2 separate regions of the Ovis aries genome follow, and region 1 is linked to region 2. A link is a contact called in public Hi-C data. All regions are on one chromosome and are shown on one strand. Each heading gives the region's core, a stretch centred on a gene start, on an enhancer-like site or on the middle of the called end of the contact. The rest is flanking DNA. Distances are from core to core; before and after follow the strand shown. Region 1 holds the start of AXDND1 (axonemal dynein light chain domain containing 1). Region 2 holds the start of TOR3A (torsin family 3 member A).

Region 1 (6,291 bases), core at 2,743-5,242, 250 kb before region 2:
GCTGCAAGGAGAAAGTAGGCCCCGCTCTCTGCAACTAGAGAGAGCTCACATGCAGCAATCAAGACCAAGTCAGCCAAATAAATAAACAAGTAACTTTTTTTTTTTTTTAAAAGAAAAACATCAAGACTAAGACTAGTAATGATCATTTAGGTAAATCACACAGAAACAGGTTAATGGATATACTCATGTATTTCCTTGAAAGTATTCATGCAAAATATTTTAGCTTTCAATCTAGGAAATTAATTTTAAAATATCCTTAAGATAATCTGGAATATAAAACATTTTAAATAAATACTTAATGAACTGGATGTCAAGATAAATGTTCCCAAGTACTTTATACACACACACACACACACACTCACACACACACACACACACACACACACATATACATACACACCTTTGGAGTTTTAATTTTCTTAGGAGGCAGTAAGTTTTCAGGACAAGGACCAGCATTGGCCGCATTGGTCAGAGAAAGCAGAACTTCCTCAGGGATGAACTCATTTTGAAGGGAAGTAGGAAGGGGTTTTGACCGATCCACCAAAATTTTTTTCTCCTTTAGTTCAGGAAGTCCTAAGAAAACAATGGGAAAGAAAAGCTTACTGTATTTTTTTGTTGTTGTTGTTGTTAGTTAGTTAGAGATTTCCAGGCTGTCTCATCAATCCTATATATATGTTGCTGACAGAGAGACCCATTGCCTCTGGTTGTCAAGAATAGCAACAATATTTAAAACACTGTATCATCTAGTCAAGAAAAAAAAACAACTCATACTGTTTGCCCTACTCATGTTACCGAAATCACAAATCCCTGTGTCCTATGCACAGTGAAGCCCATCGATATTAAACGTTAATGTTTGGAACAGAGAAAGGTTTATTACAGATTCACATGAGGAAATGGGTGGCTCATACCCTAAGAACCCCAAAGTTACGGAAAGCTTTCAGCAAGTCCCTTTAAAAGCAAAAGGGGAGGGATGGGCGTGGTTAGTTGTTGCAGACTTCTCAGTGTCAGATTCTTTGTTCTTTAAGTCTAGTCATGGGCAGGTAGTGATGTTCCTGTAAATCTCTACCAGATGAATGGTATTCTCTGACCTGACAAGGAAGAACAAGGTTACAGGGTATAACTTTCACCCTCCAAGGTCGCGGTCCCGGCTAAGAGGAGACAGAGCTCAATTGGCAGCTCCCTCAGGGCCAGGTTCCCACACGCTGCCCAGCTGTCATCCCTGAGGGAGCCAGGCATCCAACCCAACCGGCCCTCTGCTTCCTCAGGCCACCCAAATGGGGGAGACCAGGTCTCACAGATTGCAACCCAGGCAGACAGCCACTGCTCTTAGGTCACAGAGACAGGGAAGGGAGAATCTCACTGCTGCCTCAAGGCCTGGACCAAGGCTAGTGGAGGGCCTTGGTGAGGGCTCTGGAGCCCCACAGGCTGTTCCCCGGGCCCTTCAGCTCACCCCCTGGCCCAAACCTGGGTAAGCTGGAGGGCCTCCAGGAGAAGACCTGTATCTGTCTCTTACCTCACTCTCCACCTGATGACCACATCACTGATCCTTGATTGAATCACTTCCCCAGTGATTCCTCATTGACAGCTATCAGTGGGTCACTGCGGTGCTGACCAATGGCTGAGAAGGACAACTGACAATCCTTCATTAATAGTTGGTTGCTTGCAAGCAGGGCTCACTAAGGCAGCAAGCAACGGCTGAGCAAGACCTGTTGCCTAGTAACAGGGTGTGGAGTAATGAGGCACAGTAATGGCTGGCTGCTAAGGGCTGCGCTCATTCTGCTCTGTTACACTCACATCAGATATGAGTTCAGAAACTCATGTACAATGATAAACCTCCATTACTCCAAATTCAAAACTGAAAACAACTCACTTAACTTGATCAGTTAACTGGGATAGCATAAGGATGATGGGAATGTCTATTTACCCTTTGATGTGAAAATCACAAAAGAAATTTCTTCAAAACTGTCAAATTACTTAGTAATTTTTTCTATCTAAGTTCAAAGGTGAAAATTCAATTGGAAAATTTATAGAGTGGAAGGGATTTGAGTTGGATTTAACAGAGAATTGCGATTGTTAGAAATGAAAAGAGTAGAATCAGTTCAGTGCAGTTCCCCAGCAGTGTCCAACTCTTTGCAAGCCCATGAACTGCAGCACGCCAGGCTTCCCTGTCCATCACCAACTCCCAGAGCTTGTTCAAAAACAAACAAACAAAAAAAAGGAGTAGAATAATCTGAGCAAATTAGTAAGGTACACTCGGTACAAAGAATGTTCTGAAGAGTTCAATGAGGGCAGATGATTTATAAAGAGAAGGTGAACACCTAATATAGGAAAAGTCTCCTATGTAGTTAGTCAAGGAGGGCTGGGCTGTCACTCTTCTTAAAGAACTCTCCACTAATCTATGCTTCTCACATAGCATGGTTTAATTTTTGTAAGGATGTATCATGCTTTATTGACCATCAGAACACCTGAAGTTCACATTACCAAATCTTTACCTCTTGCGAGTTTGGGATGGAGTCAGAATATCAGAATAAGAAAAAAAAAAAAGGTAAGTGGATTTTAGCAGAGTCTCTCCTAAAAACAAGATGTAGGTGAGCTGGAGGAGCCTTTAACATAACAAGGGGAGAAATGAGTCTGGCAGATTCTTATCCTAGAACAGATCTGCACGTCTATATATGAATGAAAATCTTATGTAAGTACCTTCATTCAGAGTAATTACTAAAACCTGATACAAAGTCTTGAGAAGACTCTTGAGAGTCCCTTGGACTACAAGGAGATCCAACCAGTCCCTTCTAAAGGAGATCAGTCCTGGGATTTCTTTGGAAGGAATGATGCTAAAGCTGAAACTCCAGTACTTTGGCCACCTCATGAGAAGAGTTGACTCATTGGAGAAGACTTTGATGCTGGGAGGGATTGGGGGCAGGAGGAGAAGGGCACGACAGAGGATGAGATGGCTGGATGGCATCACTGACTCGATGGACGTGAGTTTGAATGAACTCTGGGAGTTGGTGATGGACAAGGAGGCCTGGTGTGCTGTGGTTCATGGCTTCCCAAATAGTCCGACAGGACTGAGCAACTGAACTGAACTGAACTGATACAAACTAGTTCCTTAACAAAGAAAAACCCCCCAAACCCCAGAAAGTACTGTTTCAAACCACCACTGGTACTTAAAATAGGTTGAATTTAGAACAACATAAAACTCATCAGCATTTGAAAAAAAAATTACAATCCTTACGCGGAGTAGGACTGCAAAATATTATAAAAGACAAGGCTTTTTATTTTATTTAAACAAGTATATTAGTAAAACAAAACTAAAGTATCTGAAATCTCAGATTAAGGAAAAAAGTGAATGGTTGTGATTTCTGATTATGGTCATGATTACTTATGCCTTGACGAACGTTACCTGTCTCTTCCTTGGATGCAGAGATTTTCAAGTTTTTGCCCTCAGGTGTTGACGTGGAGGGTGTTTTCGGGAGTGACATTATAAGCAATGCCTAGCACTCTCTGTAAATAGTTGAAATACCCCTCTGGAAAGCTAATCTACAAACCTATCACCGGCATGCAGTACTGGGATTTGGCAGAGTTGCAACACAGACCTGCAGGGAAAAAAGAGAGACATAGAAGGGAAGGGAGGGAGGGATACCCGTTTAGTGTTCATGCTAAATTTGGAGTTTACAATTTATCTACCTTGGGTTTTCTTTGGGGAGATTTCTGGGCTCTCCCAAGATATCTGATGCAACTAAAATACCTGGGCCCAGGCCGGGAAGAACACGCTGGGCCCACCCCTCCGACCACCGGCACCACCTAAGGGCGCCCCTGGCTTCCCCATAGGCCGCCCTCGCGCTCGCAGCTTCACCGACTCGAGGTCGGGCAGAACTCGACCTCGTTTCTGCCGTCAGAAGTGATGGGAAACGGACACTTGCAACCCGTACCCGTAAATTGTGTTTCCCGCCAGACATCTTGTTGCCACGCCTTTCCCGGGACGCCTTCGTGTTGTCATGGAAACCCAGGACCCCGCGCCTTGGCAACCCTCAATGGCAGCTGCCTTCGACGGTGCCGGCGGACGACGGAGACGGCTAAGAAACAGTCTCTCGGGGATCGGATGTTTTAAATCATAACACACTTTCAGTTGCATGAAGAATAAAACGTTTAATCGAGCCGTTGTTACGGAGTCAGAAAGTGTCTGGATCCCAGGGCTTCCGAAACAGGTGGGCGCCAGGGCGCAGGCGCTAGCCAGTGTCGCACCCCCACGCCCTCGACCTCCCCACTCTCCCACCTTGGGACCAAAGGCGGAGTCCGACTCGAGCGAGTGTTTCGCCATCCCTTCATTCCACTTTTTTGTTTCCTCTGTTTTTCCACAAGCCAAATTCAGGGGGAAATGGGGTGATCAACAAGTATTGAGTTCCCATCAATCCTATCAACTGAGGCAGTATTGCGGATGCTGCCTCTGTCCTTGGCATTTCCATGGAATCTTCCTTGGATACTTAAGAGCCACTTGCGCCCGCGCCCCTCATACCCCAACCTCTACCCCCATTTTCCCTGCGGGCGGAAGGCATTCCTAGGTACAGAAATTTTTAGCTGGAGGTCGGTGGGGAAATTGCACCTCAGGCAGAGACAACCCGATCAAATCGTTGGGTCTTACTGCTTGAAAACATGTTCACAGGAAGTTATGTGATAAATACATTGAAACAGAGGTGAAAACCCCCCTCTCAACACCACCATTATCGGCTCTGCTGTACCCGACCCACAGCAAAGCCAACTGCCATCTGATTATGATAAAGGAAAATAAACTTTATCGCAAGGTGCTAAGCAAGGAGAGCAGGCTCTAAAGACCAGAATTCCCTGATGGCTCTCAGTGAGGCGCTTTTAAAAGCAAGGTGAGAAACTGGCCACAGGCACCTGATTAGCTTGTAGACATTTTGACAGCTTGATTGCGGATTAGTGGTGAGTTAACCAGGTGTTATTTCAGGAGTCAGCATCAACCTTACTATTCCAAACAGTCTGGGGTCTATGTGCTTTCAAGAGCATTTAGTCAGTGTCTTCCGACTGGTGGTGGGGTTACTATCTGTAAAACAACTGGAGGATATGGCTCAGAATATTTATCTATAGCCTTTGAGTAGGAACTAAGCGTCCCTGACTTGCTTAAACTGTTATTTTATCTTACTTGTTTTGTTTCTAAGTGTTCTCACTTCTCTGAATTTGCTCTTTGGAACGTGGAGAAGGCCTAGAAGGCTAAAGCTTTTCTGCAAACAGGAGGCAGGGGATGTGGGGTGGGATCTGTCCCCTGGAAGGCCTTGGAATTCTGCGGCCCAGATTCAGGATCACTTTGTATTAAGACGGAATCTTAATGCTAAGTAGTGCTGGTGGCATCCCTGCATTTAGATGAAGCTGTTAGGTGTCATTTCAGGGGTTCTGAAGAGCTGCAGTACCATAGTCCTTTATGTCTCAGGGCAGAAAAGAATTTAGCAAGAGGCAAAGTGTTGGAGAAGACTCTTGAGAGTCCCTTGGACTACAAGGAGATCAAACTAGACAATTCTAAAGGAAATCAGTCCTGAATATTCACTGGAAGGACTGATGCTGAAGCTGAAACTCCAATACTTTGGCCACCTGAATCAAAGAACTGACTTATTGGAAAAGACCCTGATGCTGAGAAAGACTGAAGGCAGGAGAAGGGGACGACAGAGGATGAGATGGTTGGATGGCATCACCATCCAAATGGATGGACAGGAGTTTGAGCAAGCTCCGGAAGTTGGTGATGGACAGTGAAGCCTGGTGGGCTGCGGTCCACAGGGTCGCAGAGTTGGACACAACTGAAAGTGATAGATGTGGGACTTCACAGGTGGCCCAGTAGTAAAGAATCCACCTGCCAATGCAGAAAGAAGACACAAGGGACTCCAGTTCGATCCCTGGGTCAGGAAGATCCCCTGAAGTAAGAAATAGCACCCCACTCCAGTATTCTTGCCTGGAGAATCCCGTGGACAGAGGAGCCTGGCAGACTAGTCCAGGGAGTCGCAGAGTGTGACGCAACTGTGCACACAAGTGATAGACAGTAAATGATTTATTAGAATAGGATACTTGTGAGGTTTACAAGTGGGTGGGACATTTCATACCAGGAAAACTGGCTGGGCTACTATTTTATAATCAAAGGAAAAGTGGGGAGGAGAACTTCTTGACTTTCTTGAGCAGACATCATGCTTCCATCGTCAGCTCCTCCTTCAGGCTGAGCAGGGGAGTTTTCTTGCCTCTAGCCCCTGGTCAGCAAGTTATTGTTTATGTGTGCAGAGACCATGTCCT
Region 2 (5,605 bases), core at 1,445-3,944:
CTCCCAGCACCCAGGCCTGTGTCTCGGCTGCCCAGGCCTCCGTCAGGCCCAAGCCCTCACCCAAGCTCCTCAGCACGGCCGGCCTCACCTCATACAGGTCCACATTCTTGGGGTGAGGGAAGTGCAACGTGGAGATGAACACCTTGACACAGTCGCTCCTCAGCCCGTCCTGGTACAGGTTTTCTGCCAGCATCCGCGCCACGAAGTTCTTGCCTGTGCCAGACCAGCCGTGGAACGACAGAGCCAGGGCCTTGTCCGGCCGAGGCATCTCTAAGTAGCCCCTCACCGCCGTCAGGACCAGCTCCCGGGCCAGGTGCTGGCCATGCAGGCGCACGCGCAGGTCCGCCTCAAGGCCTAGGGATGGGGAAGAGGCCACGCTGAGCAGGGGCACACAGATGCATCCCCCTCAGGCTTGGGGATGGCTGAGAGTGAGCACCACTGACCATCTCTGAGGTGGGAGCCATCCTGTCTGGGGACTTCACAACAGGAAGCCACTGGGCAGACCTTGCAGTAGAAGAGATTCAGTGCTATTTTCTGAAGAGTTTGAGAAATCCACATTGATTTCACCCTTTCTGAAGGTTCTGAAGACACCCCCCTAGCAGGGTTGCAGAGTCCTGTCTGGAGGAGGAACCCAGCCCCCCACTACCATGAAGTTGCTCCTGCCTGGAAGTTTCAGGACCCCCTAAATATTTTAGGGAGACCCCCTTATTTTATTCATTTCAATTCAATTCAGCCAACACCTACTGAAGCAGCTAATGTGGCCAAAGCCCTCTGCCAAGGCCTTTCTTTCAGCCATGAGGGTGCAGGGTATGGGAGGCATGGTGGAGACAGGGAGGGTCTCTACCATGCTGCCAGCTATGGGCAAACTGAGGTTGGGGCCCTACGCCTTGGCATTCTCCTGAATTGCCTCCCTCCCTCCCCAAGATTCCTGGCCCTGAGGGCCACGTGAGGTCTAACCTGTGAAGTTGTTGATGATCCTGCAGTCCCCTCTGTCGCAGCAGTCCCAGAAGCTGCAGGACCACGTGCTCAAGATATCCAGGTACTGCTGGCCCAGCAGGGCAAAGCTCCAGCCTAGAAAAGGAGGAGCTGTGAGACAGGAATGGAGCCCAGGCTGGGCTGAACACTGCCTCCCTTCAAACTACCAGAGTGGTTCTTCCGTCCTCTCTCCAGAACCACTCCCCACCGCTCTGCCCTGGGCCTTCCTCTCACTGCACCTGGGAATGGGCTCAGGTGGGCATCTCTAGTAATGAGGAAGTAGATGGCCTTGCTATAGATGCAGCTCTAGTTGTAGCAAATTTACTCAACAATAAATCTTATTTTGTGCCAAAGTGTAAGTTACCCAGGCCCTGCCTGCAAGGAGTTTGCGGTCTCCGAGGGAGACAAACAGTAACGTGATTACCATGCTTCCTACTTGCTCTGGATTGCAGAATCATCTGATCACGGCCAACCCCAAGTGTCTCAATTCTTTTGCTGCTGTTCAATCGCTAAGTTGTGACCCCATGGACAGTAGCCAGCCAGGCTCCATTCTTCTATCAGATGTCAATTTGAATATACTGAGCACTGGCAAAAACAAAACAAAAACCATTCACTGGAATTTAGAATTTTTGATTTAGGGACTTCCCTGGTAGTCCAGTGGTTAAGACTCTGTACTTCCAATGCAGGAAGCATAGGTTGGATCCCTGGTTGGGGAACTAAGATCCCTCATGTCTGGAGGCCCTGCTCTCCTCTCCATCCCCCAAAAAAGAACTTTTAATTTAAATGAAAGATGTTTCTAGCACTACTGCAGGATTATCACTACAGAACCTAGAGTTAACGACATCGACTGCAAGGAGTCTGAGACCACCAGGGCCAGGACATTAATTTGACGACCCTGTCTCACAATTTATCAGTGACAGAGACTAAATCAGAACTCAGGTCTGGGGGACTGGTAGCCCAGCTTCAGCTTCTGTAAGCAGCTGAGGAGGACGACAAGGTACTTGAGGGGAGTGCCCAACTGGGGATTTTCCTCAAAGTCATCAAGAATGTGGGCAAGAGCAGCTCCTTGGAATAATGGCAGGGCAGGTTCGGAGACAGCAGGGACGTGTAAGCCGTGTCTGGAGGAGCCAGGAACGGGCGAGGAGTGCAGCCAGGACCGCTCGTCTGCCTAAGGACGCAGCGCCAGCGGCAGTGATGAGGGTTCCTGGTTCCGAAGAGGCTGCCCTGCTCTTAGCTCGGCCTAAAGGCTGGGCGGAAGAGCAGAGCCGTTGGCTAAGGCGCTCGTCTGCTGATCGCGACGGCCCGGGACAGGCGCGAGGCTCTGAACGCCGCGGCCGGATCCCAGCGGGCCTCGCCCATCCCTCCCGCCCGCTCCCGCCCTCCTGAGCCCGAGGGTCTTACCCGGGGGCCGCGCCGACGCCTCCTCATCCTTCCCACAGCCCTCAGGCCACACGCGGCAGCTGTAGAGAGCCCAGTAGCGTCTGGAGAGCGCGCCGGCCGCCCTCAGTCGTTCCCGCAGGCCCTTGAAGGCCAGCCAAGCCCCGGCCGAGCCTGCCTCCTCGGTCCCCTCCCTCGGCCTTGCCTGGCCGCCGTGTCCCCACGCACTCGGGGGCGGCAGCAGCAGCGACAGAAGCAGGAGCCAGAGCAGACGCTCTGTGCCCCCGAGCATGACCAGGCCGGCAGCAGATCCCTCCACCGCTGGGCCTTCCCGGCCCTTTCAGGGTCCCGGCCTGAGGGCGGGCGCCCGTACTTCCGAGGCCCGGATTGGCCGGGGATTGGCGTTGCCATGGGAACTGCAGGCGGGCCGAGCTCGTCTCCCAGGTGACCCAGGGAAGAGACCGGGAATCCGCCCGGAACCGAAACCGAGTGGTTCTTGAGACTGCAACCAGAGGCCACTTGCAGGCGCCGCCCAGCCGACTGGGGCCTCGCTGCCAGGCAGCAGTCTATTCTGGGTGATCGTGGTTGCAAAGGAGTTGAAGTCAGGCCTTGAAATGGCCACTGTCAATCACCCAGTTACTTTCGTTCGGCTCCGGTGGCCCGCCTGAGGGCTACGAAATACGGGCTCCCACTGGTGCCCTGTCCTGTGTCTGCAGATCAACTTCCTGCCAACCTGTTAAATGAAACCGGGCAACCGTCTCACCGGGAGCTTGAGTTAGCCAGGGGAAGTGAGCCCTGGGTCTGGCTTCGCTAGAGGGAAATGAAACAGAGCAGCAAGCAGTCAGCAGGTTTCCACAGCTGGGGAAGCTAATGGGCTCCAGACTGGAGATATTTCGATTTGGGAAACTCCCCGAGAGTCATGGAAAAACCACGAGGTCTCATGTCAATGTAATCACAGCCTGTTGAAAACAAGCTAGGCTGAGTACTGAGTGCACTTTCTGGGCTTAAATTTGCAATTTTGAAATGCTTGTGACTGAACAGCTCTTCAAGACACCGCTGGCAGAAGACCTCTGGGCCTCTCTTCTCCGTAACGTGAGCATGTAACAAGCTTGCTGGATTTCCCAAGTGCTTACTGCATTTTTTTCAAAGATCACCTGAGTTATTGAAGCTACTGACCTAAGAGCCATCTTGTCCTGGAAGAAACTGGTGAATTCATGCTGATAAAATGACTAGTATTTACCTTGGTTTCTTAAAAAAAAAAAAATTCAAGTTTTAAGACTGTGGAAATAATTCTCTACTGGTAACTTTCATGGAGGGTTAACTGATATTTGAGATTTCATTTCACAGTATAAATAAAGCAGGTCTCTTGGAAGTTCTTGGACAATTTGATTTCAAGACATCTTTCTCCTAAAAGACTCAACGTTTGTTTTTCAACCAAAGTCAGTCTCAGGTAGAAACAATGAATCCAAACACCAGTTCATGGGTAAGCCTCTATTTTCAGTAAATTTGCTATTTCATTCTCAGGGCTTGGAGACTCCTGGTTGTAAAGCTAGGAGCAAGATCTCATGGATGACGGAGACATCTAGTGGCTCTTGTGAAAACTACAGGCAGCTGTGTTTCCTTAGCAAGCAAACTCAATCCTACTCTAGAATAGCCCCAAGAACCATTGGCTTTGGTACTGCCCTGAAGCTTGTTAGAAATGCAAGCTCAGGCCCAAACCTACTCAATCAGAATATGCATTTTAGCAAACACTTTCAAAGAGCAAAAGGGCACAGAGCACCTTTAGTGAGGTCATCTGGATGGAACCTAGCTTTGCAATAGACAACCTCCCCACCTGCTGCAGGCCATCAACAGCAGTATCTGCCTTGAAAACAATCTTTACAACTGTTAACTTTATTCTCTTAATTCCTGGGACTTACAAAGCAGTTTATCTTACAAAACTCACCCATGCTAAATCAGTGGTTATGACCATGCTTGTCTCTATTTTATAAAATGAGAGCTGCTAAAAATCATTTTTATAAGAAATATACTGGGTAAAAATAAGCCCATATTAATAGAATCACTCCTTCGCTACTCCCAGCTGCCTTTAGGCTTCCACAGTGGTCTTTCTGGAATGCTTGAGAAGAAAACTAAGTCTGAAATCTCACCTAGAAAAGGATCGTATGAGGTGAGTCAGTAAGGAACATGTTCTAGGCTTCAGCCTCCCTTTTGTATTCAAGCACAAGTGACTAAAACTGGCACAAACAAAAATGCTACAAATCAAGTCAAAATCTTGAGAGCTCGACTCAGTTGTCTGGTTGAGGTTTATGATGTCGCATTTCCATTGCAAAATTTAGAAATCTGGTGTCCCAAAAATCACTATCAGCACCTGGTCTTGACTTCCAGGCCTCTATGGTAATGTGCTGACAAGTCCTTCGGGATTCAAAATTCTTTGCAGAAGCTGCAAGAATGGAGTTAATTAAGTATTAAATAAAAAGCACCTAAGAGTTATCCTACTGAAAATCTTGGTTCTGTCACAACCTAACAGGCAACTTCTGAAGACTGAGATGTGTAAAGAGAAGAAGTGTAATGAGACGTGTAAAGGTCTTATCTGTCGTTGATTCTGTGAAACAACCCCTGTGGAAGTTTATGCAGATGCAGATGTAATCTTCTGTCCCCTAACAAAAATGGAAATCTGAATTGAAAACAATAGAAATACCCTGAACCAGCAGGTGGGGTGAGGGGATAATAAGAGGAAATGATACATTGGTACTTATTAAAATCTTTATTCATTGTCTTTTTTTTCAGAATTGAAACCCATAGAACACATTAGAAATTTAGGTGCATATCTGTCTTGTTTGATGTCTTACCAAGCACAACCTCTATTTGTGCAAGAGCTCTGAGAGGAAATCCTTGGCAGATCAGAACCGAGGATCGCGGTTCTTAACACCTCTCTCTTAAGCAAATAAATTACTTCCCGGTAAATTATTCCCAGATTCCCCCCCTAAACATTTTGTATTTTTGAGTAACACTTTAGTTCCTTAAAAACCTGTGGCAGTATAGTATCCAGCCCCCACCTTTTCAACCCAGACTTGAGGAGTGGAAGGGAGGAAAACTGGCCCACCCCTGCTGTACAGCAGTCTTACGAGGCGGGTCTATCTGCCTCGGACACCGGCCCTGGCTAGCACAGTAGGTGTTTCCTGAATGGTTGGTCTTTATGTCACTTAGGTTCACGCTCAGAGACTGAGAACCTTTTACTAGCTTCAGGTTCTTC

The links. Hi-C and Micro-C count contacts between places; a contact is called where the count stands out from the background.
Region 1: a Hi-C map of muscle shows a contact between it and region 2, with 8 times the contacts expected there. The contact joins the promoter of AXDND1 here to the promoter of TOR3A in region 2. A contact is called at or near these places in 12 of 16 Hi-C or Micro-C datasets (blood, hypothalamus, liver and 6 more).

The regions. Positions count from the first base shown.
Region 1 is chr12:60,084,736-60,091,026 of ARS-UI_Ramb_v3.0, reverse strand. AXDND1 (axonemal dynein light chain domain containing 1) reads right to left here and starts at 3,992. Exons shown (of 26, transcript XM_004014094.6): 1 at 3,930-3,992; 2 at 3,401-3,593; 3 at 401-573. The coding sequence starts at 3,479.
Region 2 is chr12:59,837,697-59,843,301 of ARS-UI_Ramb_v3.0, reverse strand. TOR3A (torsin family 3 member A) reads right to left here and starts at 2,694. Exons shown (of 6, transcript XM_027975911.3): 1 at 2,377-2,694; 2 at 958-1,071; 3 at 89-354. The coding sequence starts at 2,644. FAM20B (FAM20B glycosaminoglycan xylosylkinase) reads right to left here. Exons shown (of 10, transcript XM_060396645.1): 10 at 5,102-5,605.